Linked DNA regions of Sus scrofa: all the other regions are linked to region 1. Evidence: chromatin contacts called from public HiChIP or PLAC-seq data. All regions are on one chromosome and are shown on one strand. The core of a region is the stretch at or near the end of the contact, and the rest is flanking DNA. Distances in the headings are between cores, read along the strand shown. Region 1 has its middle 30 kb from the start of PRELP. Region 2 has its middle 13 kb from the start of BTG2. Region 3 overlaps ATP2B4 (plasma membrane calcium-transporting ATPase 4).

The links. HiChIP or PLAC-seq counts read pairs in DNA pulled down with a chosen protein or histone mark.
Region 2: a contact with region 1 is called in an H3K27ac HiChIP or PLAC-seq map of alveolar macrophages. The contact joins two enhancer-like sites. A contact is called at or near these places in 2 of 47 Hi-C or Micro-C datasets (embryonic fibroblasts and liver) and 1 of 2 datasets of contacts at active chromatin or transcription factors (alveolar macrophages).
Region 3: an H3K27ac HiChIP or PLAC-seq map of alveolar macrophages shows a contact between it and region 1. The contact joins two enhancer-like sites. A contact is called at or near these places in 2 of 47 Hi-C or Micro-C datasets (both in embryonic fibroblasts) and 1 of 2 datasets of contacts at active chromatin or transcription factors (alveolar macrophages).

The regions. Positions count from the first base shown.
Region 1 is chr9:64,159,244-64,163,549 of Sscrofa11.1, forward strand. No RefSeq gene overlaps it. Among named protein-coding and RNA genes, the nearest start is that of PRELP, 30 kb to the right of the region's middle. Within about 2 kb of position 2,783, at least 14 of the 83 cell types and tissues checked have an H3K27ac peak or open chromatin away from gene starts, as enhancers often do. A contact at or near this core is called in alveolar macrophages, embryonic fibroblasts and liver, where this site is marked.
Region 2 is chr9:64,019,061-64,023,142 of Sscrofa11.1, forward strand. No RefSeq gene overlaps it. Among named protein-coding and RNA genes, the nearest start is that of BTG2, 13 kb to the right of the region's middle. Within about 2 kb of position 1,746, at least 77 of the 83 cell types and tissues checked have an H3K27ac peak or open chromatin away from gene starts, as enhancers often do. A contact at or near this core is called in alveolar macrophages, embryonic fibroblasts and liver, where this site is marked.
Region 3 is chr9:64,405,924-64,409,951 of Sscrofa11.1, forward strand. It overlaps ATP2B4 (plasma membrane calcium-transporting ATPase 4), which reads left to right. Exons shown (of 21, transcript XM_021063194.1): 7 at 78-113; 8 at 1,641-1,802. Among named protein-coding and RNA genes, the nearest start is that of LAX1, 53 kb to the right of the region's middle. Within about 2 kb of position 1,363, at least 12 of the 83 cell types and tissues checked have an H3K27ac peak or open chromatin away from gene starts, as enhancers often do. A contact at or near this core is called in alveolar macrophages, where this site is marked.

The DNA of each region.
Region 1 (4,306 bases), core at 1,533-4,032:
GACTTCTGACCCCAAGAACCGTAGAGAATACATCAGTTGTTTTAAGCCACTGTGCTTGTGGTAATTTGTGACACCAGCCACAGGAAACCATAGAGTATCTAACAACTATATGCCCTAAAGCAGTCAGGTGCCACTCTGAGCTTTCTGGCAAACATGAAGGTGAGGTAGATTAAAGACAGTCACAAATCTTGGCTATTCCTCAAAAGAGATCAAGATTGCCCTTAATGGTTTTCTTGCTTCATAGAATGTGACAGAAGTGACATTCTGGAACTTTCAAGCTTGTAACAAGAAAACTTGCTTTACTCCCATGTCTCTCAATATACTCTTTAGGAGCCCAGACGCCAGCCCCTATTCTAAGCCAGACCTGTCTCCTAGGCAGCTTGTTACCCTTGCTCAATTTTTACCAAAATGTTTACTATCTACCCCAACCACCAGGTGAGTTACTAAATCCACGTTCCCCACTCAGACTCTTCAGGTAGAGTCAAACCTCTGGATGGAGTTTCCACTGTGGCTCAGCAGGTTAAGAACCTGACATGGTGTCCGTGAGGATGTGGGCTTGATCTTTGGCCTTGCTCAGTGGGTTAAGGATCCAGAGTTAATGCAATCTGCAGCACCACAGGTCCAAGATGTGGCTCAGATATGGTGTTGCCAGTGGCTGTGGTATAGGCCTCAGCTGCAGCTCCAATTCAACCCCTAGCCTGAGATCTTCTATATGCCACAGGTGTGGCCATAGAAAGAAAAAATAAATATCTTTGGACAAGTGCCCACTGATGAGCTGGACAGAGAGAATCCAGCTTTCCTTCCAGGTAAGAACTTGGCTTGCCTCCTCTGTGTAGCTTTCCTTCCATGGGCTTCTAGAGACAGGGAAGCACTGACAGCTCTTGGAGCTATCATCCCAGTCTCTGCCTCACTCTGCCATTTCCCTGGATGCCAGTGGCTTAGGCTTAGAGTGTGTTGAGGCTGAACAGGGAGGGAATTTGGTTCAACAGAAGGTCTGGGAATTAGAGAGCCTAGAAATGGAACTAGTCTGGACAAGGGACAAAGGAACAAGCTCCCACCTTTATTCAGAGGAAGTGCTGGTGCATCCCAAACTTTCCAACTCATTTATTCCAACTTCCCTTTCCACAAGATTTTTGCAGCCATGACTTCCTTGTCTATATTTGCCAAATGTAGGAATAGCATCATCATTTTCAACAATGAAATTATCAACCTTTCCCCAAAAATTGCCGTCTATAGCTTAAAAATAGATTTTCCACCTCCCCTCTTTTCATGCACTAGTCTAGCTCTTTCACAGCTTTATATATTTATGCATCTCTCTGCATTCTCTCTAGGAAATGTTGGAGTCTAAGAGATAAGACTCTGCTCTGGAGCCAGCTGGACCTGGGTTTAAATCCCAACTTGCAGGGTTCCTATTGTAGCTCAGCAGTAATGAAACCAACTAGTATCCATGAGGACATAGGTTCAATCCCTGGCCTTGCTCAGTGGGTTAAGGATCCAGCATTGCCATGAGCTGTAGTGTAGGTCAAATACACTGCTTGGATCCCATGTTGCTGGGGCTATGGTGTAGGCTGGCGGCTGCACCTCCAATCCGACGCCTAGCCTGGGAACTTCCACATGCTGTGGATGTAGCCTTAAAAAGACTAAATAAATAAATAAATCCCAACTTGTGTCTTAACTTCTGTATGCCTTGGCTTTCTTTTCTGAAGAATGGAGAAAATGAATTAGTGTCCCTACCTCTTAGGGCTGTTTGAGGAATTCAGTAAGAGAGACCACATCAAGGCCCTGTCATATAGCAAGTGCTTCAGCTAATGTTATTTAAATTCTAATTGCTCAGTTAGCTCTGAGTAAGTCATTACACAACTAACTTCCTCCCTGGTTCTTTATCTAGAAGACAAGAATCTGGGGAGATGGGGAGATAGGCGTAAATGGCCTTGACCCAAGCTATTTCTGTTCTCCATTCCCACTGTGAGTAAGGTCAGAGGGGGTGGGCTAATGAGTTCAGATATATTCCTAAATTTGACAAGAGTTCCTAGAACTGGGGATGGGCTATCATCTTCTCTGTTCTGTTCATGTCTTTGCTCACCTAGATAGGCTTTCCAGTCTCAGTCTCCTATTTCACAGGGTAAGAGAAAATTCTTCAAGGCAAGGCTTAGAGAGAGCTGACTTTGGAGAACTGAGCACCATTTAGAGAATTGGGAGAATAAAAATATATGCTTGTGCAGAGTTCCCTGGTGGCTCAGCAAGTTAAGGATCGAACCTGCTGGGGTACAGTTTCAATCCCTGGCCTGAGAAGTTCTGCATGCATGGGTGCAGGAAAAAATTATATATATATATAGTATATATATAGACACACACATACACACATACATATATGTTTGTGTGTGTGTCCATGTCTGTGGGTATATTTGAAAATGGAAGACACTTGAAAAAATGCAGAGCTGAACCAGGGCATTAACTGAGTGAGTCAGACCATCTGACCTGACTTCCGACACCCAACGGATCGATAAATCCCTAGTTTCCCTTGGGGACATGAGCCAGTATTTTTTGGTCCAGATGATAATGGAAATGCTCCCAGATATTTAGTGTAACTCCCTCTTCCTCAGCGAGAACATTTTCTTAGTCCATGGTTGCAGCTCATCCCAGTGGGAAGCAGCTGAAGGCAGGAAGTTCCATGGCTCCATCTCAAAAATTGTTGGGGGAGGGATGGGTACAGGCAGGGCCGGGAGGCCCTTCAGAGGAGCAAGTGAGTCGGCTGTTCCAGACATCAAGGCTGCTGGGCATTAGGTACATAAAGGTCAACGGAGCCAGTGTCTGGAGCCTCCTCCGGGCTCCCCTTAGCAGCAGGCACCAAAACACACTGTGTTCATGACCCATTACGCCAACTGAGGTGGCGACAGCTATGAAATTGCAAAACATTTTCCGTCCTCATCCCCTGTTCTGGTAACTTCCCTCTTCATTGCTAATACTTCTAGTTTTTCCATATTTGCCTGGGATGAATGAATGACTAGATTCAGAGGTTTTGTTTGGGTTTTGGGGTTGGTTTTTTTTTTTTTTTTTTTCAGTGAAATGTTTGGAAAATTACTGCTAACACGACAATGATCCTCTTTCTCTGTGTTTTTTTTCTTTTTTAAGAGAGTGGGGTTGGAATAATTTTTTCTTCTCCTTCTAAAAACTACCTAAAGATCATTTAGATTTGTAACACAGTGACCACCTCTCTTGCATTTTCTCAGAAAGCCCCAGTTTTTAAAACACAATTTGTGAAATCTGTACATAAATATGATTTAAACTTTATGAATCGTTCTTCACAAACTCATGTGTATGAGAAGGGTGACTAATTTTCTTTCACTTCTATTTTGACTTTTGATTTAGTTGGGCTGGCAAGAACCAACCCCCTCCCCAGGGTGGTGTCTAACAGGCCTTGATTTGATTTTCAGCGTGGCCTATTTACAGAAGCCTCCTCTGAGACCTGCCTGGATTTGATCCTCAACGTGGCTTTTGCAGAAGAAGCCTCCTCCGAGACCTCAGCCACCCATTCTGGTCTTGGTGGGCGAGACTCTCAGATAGTGAGTAGATATTTGGCCCATGGTCCTTTCAGGCTGATGGCTCTCTCTGATATTCTCTGCCCCTGTGCGAGGATTCTGGAGCTCTAACCATGTCCTGGAACAAGCAGGACCTTCTGTAAGGCCTTTACCTGCCTAGGGGGTCCAGGCAGCATTTCTCTACATGCTTGTTGCTGCCTGGAGCTTCTCTAGTCGATAAGGGCCAGACCACCTGCTTGTGGATCCCTCTCACCTACCTCCTTGGCACTTTCTTCTCTCTGGGGCTCAGCCTGGTCACTGAGTGAAGAAACAGATGCAGGAATGGCTTTTCCAAAACTCCTCAATATCCCCCTCTTCCAACCCTGGGGAAATTTTAGTGCCAAAAGTCAGTATATGGAAATCCCTAGAATGGTACCTGGCACCCAGTGGGCACCATGTCAGTGCTGGTTCATTCTACTGTACATTGGCATTTTTCTAAATGTCACAGGGATTGAAGAGGTGACTGAATTTTAGGAGATAGCCCTCTGGGTCAAGGATGCAGCTGGGATCTGGCATTGCTGTGCTGTGGCTGTGGTGTAGGCTGGCACGACGGGAACTCCCAGAAACGTTATTCTTTAAAGGAAAACTCTTGGAGTTCCTGTTGTGGCTCAGGGGTAATGAATCAGACTAGTATCCATGAGGATGCAGGTTTGATCCCTGGCCCTGTTCAGTGGGTTAAGGATCCAGTGTTGCCCAGAACTGTGGTGTAAGTCACAGACATGCCTGGG
Region 2 (4,082 bases), core at 496-2,995, 140 kb before region 1:
CCTGAAAACTCCTAGGGAGTGGCAGAGTTGGGATTCCCAAGGCCACACTCTTTGTCTGAGTTCTTTCTCTCCTCTTCTTGGTAAGTTTGGCTAGTGGTTTGTCAATTTTGTTTACCCTTTCAAAGAACCAGCTCTTGGTTTTACTGATTTTTTTCTATTGTTTTTTGAATTTCTATTATACTGATTTTCTCTGATATTTACCCTTCTGCTGACTCTAGGTTTTGTTTGTTCTTCTTTTTCTAATTCTTTTAGATGGTTGGTTAAGTTGTCAATTGGAGATTTTTCTTCTTTTTTGAGGAAAGCCTGTATTGCCAAGACCACACTCTTAGCCACAGTCAGCCCTGCCCAGGTGGGACACCCCGTGCTTTTATTCCTCAATACTTTTATCATCGTCCCGTCCTAGAACACTGGCCCCTGAAGAAGAAAGGCCTCTGTTCTGCATTCTTTTAAATTCCCAGGTTTAAAACCACTTTTACTCCCCACCACTCCCAACCCCCAGCCTAGCTAGGCCTCAGGGGCAAGACAAGGTTCACAGCCAAGGCAAAGTGGCCAGGTCCTAAGCAGATTCCCTGACAAGGGAGAGCCACTATCTGCCCCCCAGACCTGGGATTCCCACTCTTTGACTGGGCCCGGAGCTTGGGGTAGAGTGAGGTTTTCACCCAGGCAGTTCTCCACCAGGGGAAGTAAAGAGAGGAAGTGGGTCTAAAGTAGGGCAGGGAGAGTGGGTGGATGAGAACAGTGGGTGGGAAGGGACAGTTTGGGAGGCCCTGGGGACTTTCCCCTATGCTCCTCCCCCACACAGGGCAGCCAAGCTCCCAACACCCTCCCATCCATCCATGTCCTGTTGCCCTCACACCCTCTGCAAAGTACCCCTTCTTCCTGCGTCTTAGACCTTTTAGTACTCATTTCTCCCCTCGCCCATCCCTACCTCTCAACTCCAGGTGAGAGGAGGCAGGCTATGCACACCTGATCAAGCTGGACTCAGAAATGAGACACCCCCCTCCACCCCCCACACCCATTGGAGGCTCCCATTCATTGGAGGCTCCATGAAGAAGCCTGGTTGAAATGACAGTCCTGGGCTTCTCTGGGGATTTCTTCATTTTCTGTTTCCTGGCCTCTGCCTGGCACTAGACCCCTGACCCTCCTCTTTTAGGCTTCTTCCCCTTCAGCGCCTCGGGGCCCACCTCTTTCTGTTTGACTTGGCTAGGGAAGTGGTGGGAGACGGCTCGGTAAAAACAGAAGCCAGTCCCTTACAGCAGCGCCTCTAGTTAGACTTTCTGTGGCTCTCTGGAAGCACAAGTGCCAAGAGTCTTGTTTGTTTGTTTAACAAAGAAACGTGGAGAGATGTGATTGTTCTCAAACATCCACCAGCCAAGTTCCTCCTCTGTCTCCAACGTAAAAATACACACCATGGCTGTAACGTGAAATGCACATCCTTGACACCCGTGAGATAAAACAGCCAGCAAACACACTTGAACGTCCAAAGATAAGATCGCCCAGAATAGATACCTGCGCCCACACGGGGACAGAAAGCGATCACGCACGCGACCCCCAGTGTTGCACCCGCGTTTACACAAAGAGCGTAAAGGCGAGACAGGGGTGGCCGTCTGGGAAGGGGTTAAGCCGCGGCGGCCCCCGCCCGCCCCCTCTTCCCTCTTCCTTCCCCCACCCGCCCCCCCTTCTCTCCGCCCTCCCTTGCGTCACTTGTTTTCGTGTCACAGGGCCACCCCCTCCCCGCCTGCAGCTGACGTGGCCCTCGGCGCGTCAATACCTACGGGAAGCGATGCCCTTATATGGGCACAGACTCCGGATGGGTCCGCTGGGGCGGGAGGCAGGGCCGCCGACAGCTGCCCGACGTCCTTGGCTGGGCTCTCATCCCACAAATGATTCCCCGGCCCGGCCCGGGCAAAGGTGAGCCAGTTTGGAAAGAAGATGTGGCTTCACCTAAGAGCTGGAGAGCCCAGGTGGGCGGCCCTTCCCAGAGATTATCTCCCTGCATCCTCCCTCTTTGTATCTCTTGAAATGATCAGAGCGAGAGGGAAATGCAGGTGTCTCTTGGCCTTTAATAGATGCACTCAGATGGTCCCTTAATGTTCAGGATCCCTAAAGTCCAAGGCCAGAAGACTGTGATGCCAAGGCCAGTGTGGGTAATAGGAAGGACAGCCTTGCCTCCCCTGGGTGACCTTACAGAAGACTCATAGTTGCTTCCAGCCTGTTTCCTTACCTGTGAAGTCGAGATTTTTACCTTATGGAGTGGCTGTAAGGATCAGATGGGCATTCTACTTGTTGGTGTAAAAAGAGCTTTGTAAGCTGTGCAAAAGTATGGTGGTCGCTTGTCCCCTGGAGAAGCCTGTTCAGGCGCCCCTTCTGGGAAGGGAGCAGCGATATCCAGATGCTAACTTGGCTTCCAGAACCTGCCTGTCTGTGATCTCACTCAGCCACTCTGGGAATGCCCTTTGACCCTGTGGAAAAGCTTAAGCTTTGTAAACAAAGTCATCTGGTGTCTGCCCGCTGCTCTCCCACACTGTGATGGGCTGTTTTGAGGCCCTGCAGTGAGCAAGTGGGCAGCATGCTTGAGATGACCTTTCCAGGTAAACCAGGGAGGGAAACCAGAACTGCCAAAGTCAGTGGGTGTGCAGTCTTGTGAATGCCTTGTACAGTTCTAGACTGTCTTCTGCCCCTGCTAGTAACACCTCCAAACCCAGCTCAGAACTCCCAGCCCCAACAAGCTATTTCCTGCAGGACACCAGCTGACTGCTGGTGCCTCCATTCTAACCCCCTTCATTAGTTTGAGACTGTGTTTTTCCACAGTCATCTGCCCACATTTCTCTGTTTGCTGGCGCTTTGCGTGTGTGTCCCCTGTGGGTGTCCCTCCTCCTCCCCGAAGTTGGAGTTTCCTGAGGGCAGGAACCCTTTCTCCCAAACTCGATGAAGAAGCCCCATTCACCACCCCAGAGGTTGGGCACCAAGTCTTCCTCCTTTGATCACTTTAAGACAAGGAGGACAAAAGGTGTTCAGACCCTGGGGTGAAGTGATTGATTTATGACCCACATATAAATGGCAGTGAGGCCTGGGAGGGTCAGACAAGGCACACCTCCTCAGTACTCACCTCCCTCTCTTTCCCCACTCCCTGGCTCAGCAAGTCCCCATGGAACCCCCTCCCTGCCAAGGAGAACCGTGCTGAGTCGATGAGAAGTGGATTGCACAGTGGGCAGGCAGGTACCTTCCTTTTGGAGGTGGTTGTCCTCATTAGAGGTAATGACGGTAACACCCAAGGCCATGCTCCCAAAGGTGAACTGTGTCAGCGGAGGTCTGCTTAGGGGCTGGCTAAGATTGGTTCAAAGCTTCGTTCTCAGATCTGCTGGAAACCCTATGCCCCTCCTCAGAATATTCGAGATTCTGAGGAGGGATGGTTCTGGCTTTGAGCTCCTCTTTTTCTTAAGTCAGATCAGTTTAGGAATCTACTTGCTGATCCATGAACGCACTTGCTATGTGAGCTGTGAATTTTAGCTCTTTTTCTTACAGATTCATCCTGTTTTCTTTTGAAGAACAATTCAGCTCTTTCTGACCCCTACCTGTGCCACTCTACAACTTCAGTGAGATGGGCCCAAAGCTTCTGTGTGTTTAAGTTCTTAGGCAGAGTCCGTCCTCCTAAGCCAAGCCAGATTGGAGGTGGGTGGTTGGTGATCTTCCTAGACTTACACACGCTTTTTATATTTATTTATTTATTTATTTATTTATTTATTGTCTTTTTAGGGCTGCACCCATGGCATATGGAAGTTCCCAGGCTAGGGGTCAAATTGGAGCTGCAGCTGCTGGCCTACACCACAGCCACGGCAACACCAGACCCAAGCTACATCTGCGATCAACACCATAGCTCATGGCAACACTGGATCTTTAACCCACTGAATGAGGCCAGGGTTTGAACCTGAATCCTCATGGATACTAGTCAGGTTCATTACCACTGTGCCACCATGGGAACTCAACACACGCTTTTTAAATAAGGATGCTTACTTACGGTAGATTCTTCAAAATCCTGGGGAGCAGGAAGTTGTTCTTTTTCTAGGAGCTTACCCATTCCT
Region 3 (4,028 bases), core at 113-2,612, 250 kb after region 1:
TTAAGAGATCTGACTGTCTGATCTCTTAATAGTCACTTTGGGTCTCCACCCCACTTTTTTCTTTCTTGTTCAAACAGGTAAAAAACAAGGAGCCCCTGAAAATCGCAACAAAGGTAACCTCTCCACCCACTCATTTACCATTTCTACCTGCCACACTCAAACCAGACCTTTCCAGGCCATCTGCCTTCTCCCTTTTCCTCTCCATAAATCTGTTATCTGCTGCTGTGGCCGGGATCCCTTATCCCGAGGAAGGTGCAGAGATTTGGGGATGGTCGCAAGCTCCCAAACCCAATCGAAGCTGGGACAACAGCACCCTCTGCTGTTGGCTCAAGGAACCTCATGTCAAAGTTTCTCTTGGGGGAGCAAATCTGCTCTTCCCAGGGTACTGAGCTCTTTGCCTCATTGCCCCATACCGGATTTAAACACCACAAGGCATCAATTTCTGGGTTGGAAGGCTTCAGGGTGCATATGGTGGAGGGAGTTGGGATGGGCAGTCCCTGCACCCTCCTCTTGCCAGCTTCCTCATCGGTGTCCTCTTCCGGTCTGGATTCCTTCTCTGCTCGTCTTCTCCAGGGTGGACAGAGCCCTTTCTACGTAACCTCTTTCCCCACCTCTTTCCTTGTTCTCTCCACAGTCTGTTTTCTTCCTCCTAATCTGATGTGTGTTTCTTTTTTGGTGGCCGTGTTTACATCCTGTCTCTGTCTTGTTTGTGAGTGTGACAACAGAGACAATAATATCTCAGGAAGGGCATCTAACCAAAGGGGTCAAGCTCTGCAGGGGTGAAGTTGGAGGGCTGTTGGAAACCAACAAGAACCACTCTCTTGAGACAGCGCCTAGAGATTTTTTTCCTTTTGTAACCCACGTCATGGTAGTCTTCAGAATAAAGTCATCACTTCGGCGAACCCAGGGCTCCACAGAAATAATTCTTTAATTTTAGATTCCTTGAACTCTTCTTTTTAAAGCAAAATGGATTTATGTCTGTCTTTATTCCTGCTTTCTCTTATTCCAGGGAGTCCCTCACACCAGCTTCTTCCCTTTCCCCCAGGTCCCACTCTGTATCCCCCTGCCTTCGTCAGACAGGGGAGATTTCCTTCCCCTGTCGTTCAGTTAACACAAGGGGGAGCTGGGAGATAGCCTGTGTTCTGTGTTTCTTCCATGACAGTCTAGAGAGAGAGAGATGCACCTTTTAAAGAGCTGACTAGGACCCCGATGCTCTGGAAACATCTACAGCGTCCCCCTTCAGCCCCTTTCTGAAGTAAAGACTCATTATTTTAAGCACTGAATTCCAGGAAGGATGGTTGTTGGTAACAGCACTTAGTGGCATGACTAATCCTCTTGCTGGAACAACGAACCTGGCCTGGGGCTCTGACGTAGTGCCAAGAAGCTGCCACTGAAGAGGAAATCCATGCCCCAAAAGTATCCATTTCACCTCTAGTTGTTCAGATATCATTCCCAAGGCCCTTATAGATGGTCGAAAGGCAAGTTCCCTGTCTGGCATGGAGTGAGGGTGGTCAGACCTGAAGTCAAGGCTCCAAGGTATATTCCAGGAATAAGACGGAGGGTTTGTTAGTTTCCACCTACCTGCTACGCAGTGCTACTACCTGGCCTACTCACCTGTTCTGTTTGTGTGTACACCCTAGCAAAGACTCAGGATGGAGTGGCCTTGGAAATTCAGCCACTCAACAGCCAGGAGGGAATCGACAATGAGGAAAAGGAGAAAAAGGCTGCCAAGCTGCCCAAAAAGGAGAAGTCGGTGCTGCAAGGCAAGCTGACGCGCTTGGCTGTTCAGATTGGGAAAGCTGGTAAGTAGGGTGGAGCCCTCTCGATGCTGTTCATCGGTGCTATTTCGGATCCTTGCTGCTTTGATTGTCTTCTTTCTACACCAACCAGGTCTAGGAGAAAGAAGCTGAAAATTGCCAGTGGCTAGTGCAATCTGGGTAGCTAAGTCCCTCCCTGTGACCATGTGGCCGTTCCCTTGGCGTTTGAAGAAAGAGATATTTTCCTATGTGTGAGGGTTAAAGGCCCAAACAAATGGGAAGTAAAGAACTGATAGTCCACAGGGGAGATTTATATCGGCAAGAAGGAAGTCTTTGGAGTTCCCGTCGTGGCTCAGTGGTTAACAAATCCAACTAGGAGGTTGCGGGTTCCATCCCTGGCCTTGCTCAGTGGGTTAAGGATCTGGTGTTGCCGTGAGCTGTGGTGTAGGTTGCAGACGTGGCTTGGATCCCATGTTGCTGTGGCTGTGGCTGTGGCTGGTGGCTGCAGCTCCTATTAGACCCCTAGCCTGGGAACCTCCATATGCCGCAGGAGCAGCCCTAGAAAAGGCAAAAAGACAGGGAAAAAAAAAAAGGAAGTCTTTAATAACTGCTCACCTGTTTCCTGTCTTGCCTCGTAAATTCCTGAAGGTTAGAGAAGGCTGCTGTTGGCTGAGGGCAATTCCCTAGCAAAGTAAGTAGTAGCATCTGGCCAGGCCCAGAGCAGTCAGTTCAAAATAAGGACTAGTGGGAAAAGGAAGGCAGTTGTTAAAGAAGCTCTTTTCAGAGCAGAGGTCACACAGGCACCCCTATGTATTGTCACAGGCAGTGGCTTCTCCATCGCTCTCTTCTGCACTCTCCTCCTCTCTCTCCCTTCTTTCCTTTTTTTTTCCCTCCTTTTTAGGGCTGCACTTGTGACATATGGAAGCTCCTAGAGCAAGGGGTCAAATCGGAGCTCCAGCCTGTGCCACAGCCACAGGAATGCCATATCTAAGCCAAATCTGCAACCTATAGCACAGCTTGTAGCAGGGCCAGATCCTTAACCCACTGAGCAAGGCCAGGGATTGCATCTGCCTCCTCATGGATACTAGTCAGATTCTTTTTTTTTTTTTTTGCTTTTTAAGGCCACACCTACAGCATATGGAGGTTCCCAGGCTAGGGGTCCAATCAGGGCTACAGCTGCTGGCCTACACTACAGCCACAGCAATGTGGGATCTGAGCCATGTCTGCAACCTACACCACAGCTCATGACAATGCTGGATCCTTAACCCACTGAGCAAGGCTAGGGATCGAACCTGCAACCTCAGTGTTCCTAGTCAGGTTCTTAACCCACAGAGCCACAATGGGAATTCCACTAGTCGGGTTCTTAACCCACTGAGCTACAATAGGAACGCCTCTCTTCTTTCATTGGTGGGTTGGGGCAGGGGAATTGCAAGAGGGAACAAAAGGAAGATTGTCCGTTCAGTGAACACATCTCTTAAAGTACAGTCTTTTTGCACTGTGTAATTATTTCCTGACCCCACCTCTGTTATAATCAGAGTTTAGTCCAATACATTTTTCTGTGTGCTATTCACCTGGAATCTTGTTCAAGTGCTGACTCTGACTCCGGAGGTCTGGGGTGGGGCCTGAGATTCTGCATTTCTGACAAACCCCCAGGCTGTGCCAGTGCTGCTGCTCTGCTGAGCACACCTTGAGCAAAAAGCTACCCTGTCCACTACTGCTGCCACTTATCATGTGTGGCCGCTTTGATTTGAATTCATGAAAATTAAATACAATTAAACATTTAGCTCCTCAGTCACATTAGCCTATTCCAGTTGGTCAATAACCACGTGTGGCTAGTGGCTGCCATATTGGATAGTGTGAACAGAGAACATTTTAAGCATCATGGGGAGTTACTGGGCAGCATTAGTGTAACTTACTCATTCAGTTCTCATATAAGCTAATTTTGACCACCATAAAATGATACATGGATCACATGAATTGCAAGTGTGGAATCAAGTTACTGAGCCTGACATGTAGTTTTTTGTTTTTGTTTTTTGTTTTTTTTTTCGTCTTTTTAGGGCTGCATCCACAGCAAATGGAAGTTCCCAGGCTAGGGGCTTAATGGGAGCCATAGCTTCTGGCCTACGCCACAGCCACAGCCACACCAGGTCCGAGCCACTTCTGAGGCCTGCACCACAGTTCACGGCAACGCCTGATCCTTAACCCGCTGAGCAAGACCAGGGATGGAACCCGCAACCTCATGTTTCCTAGTTGGATTCGTTAATCACTGAG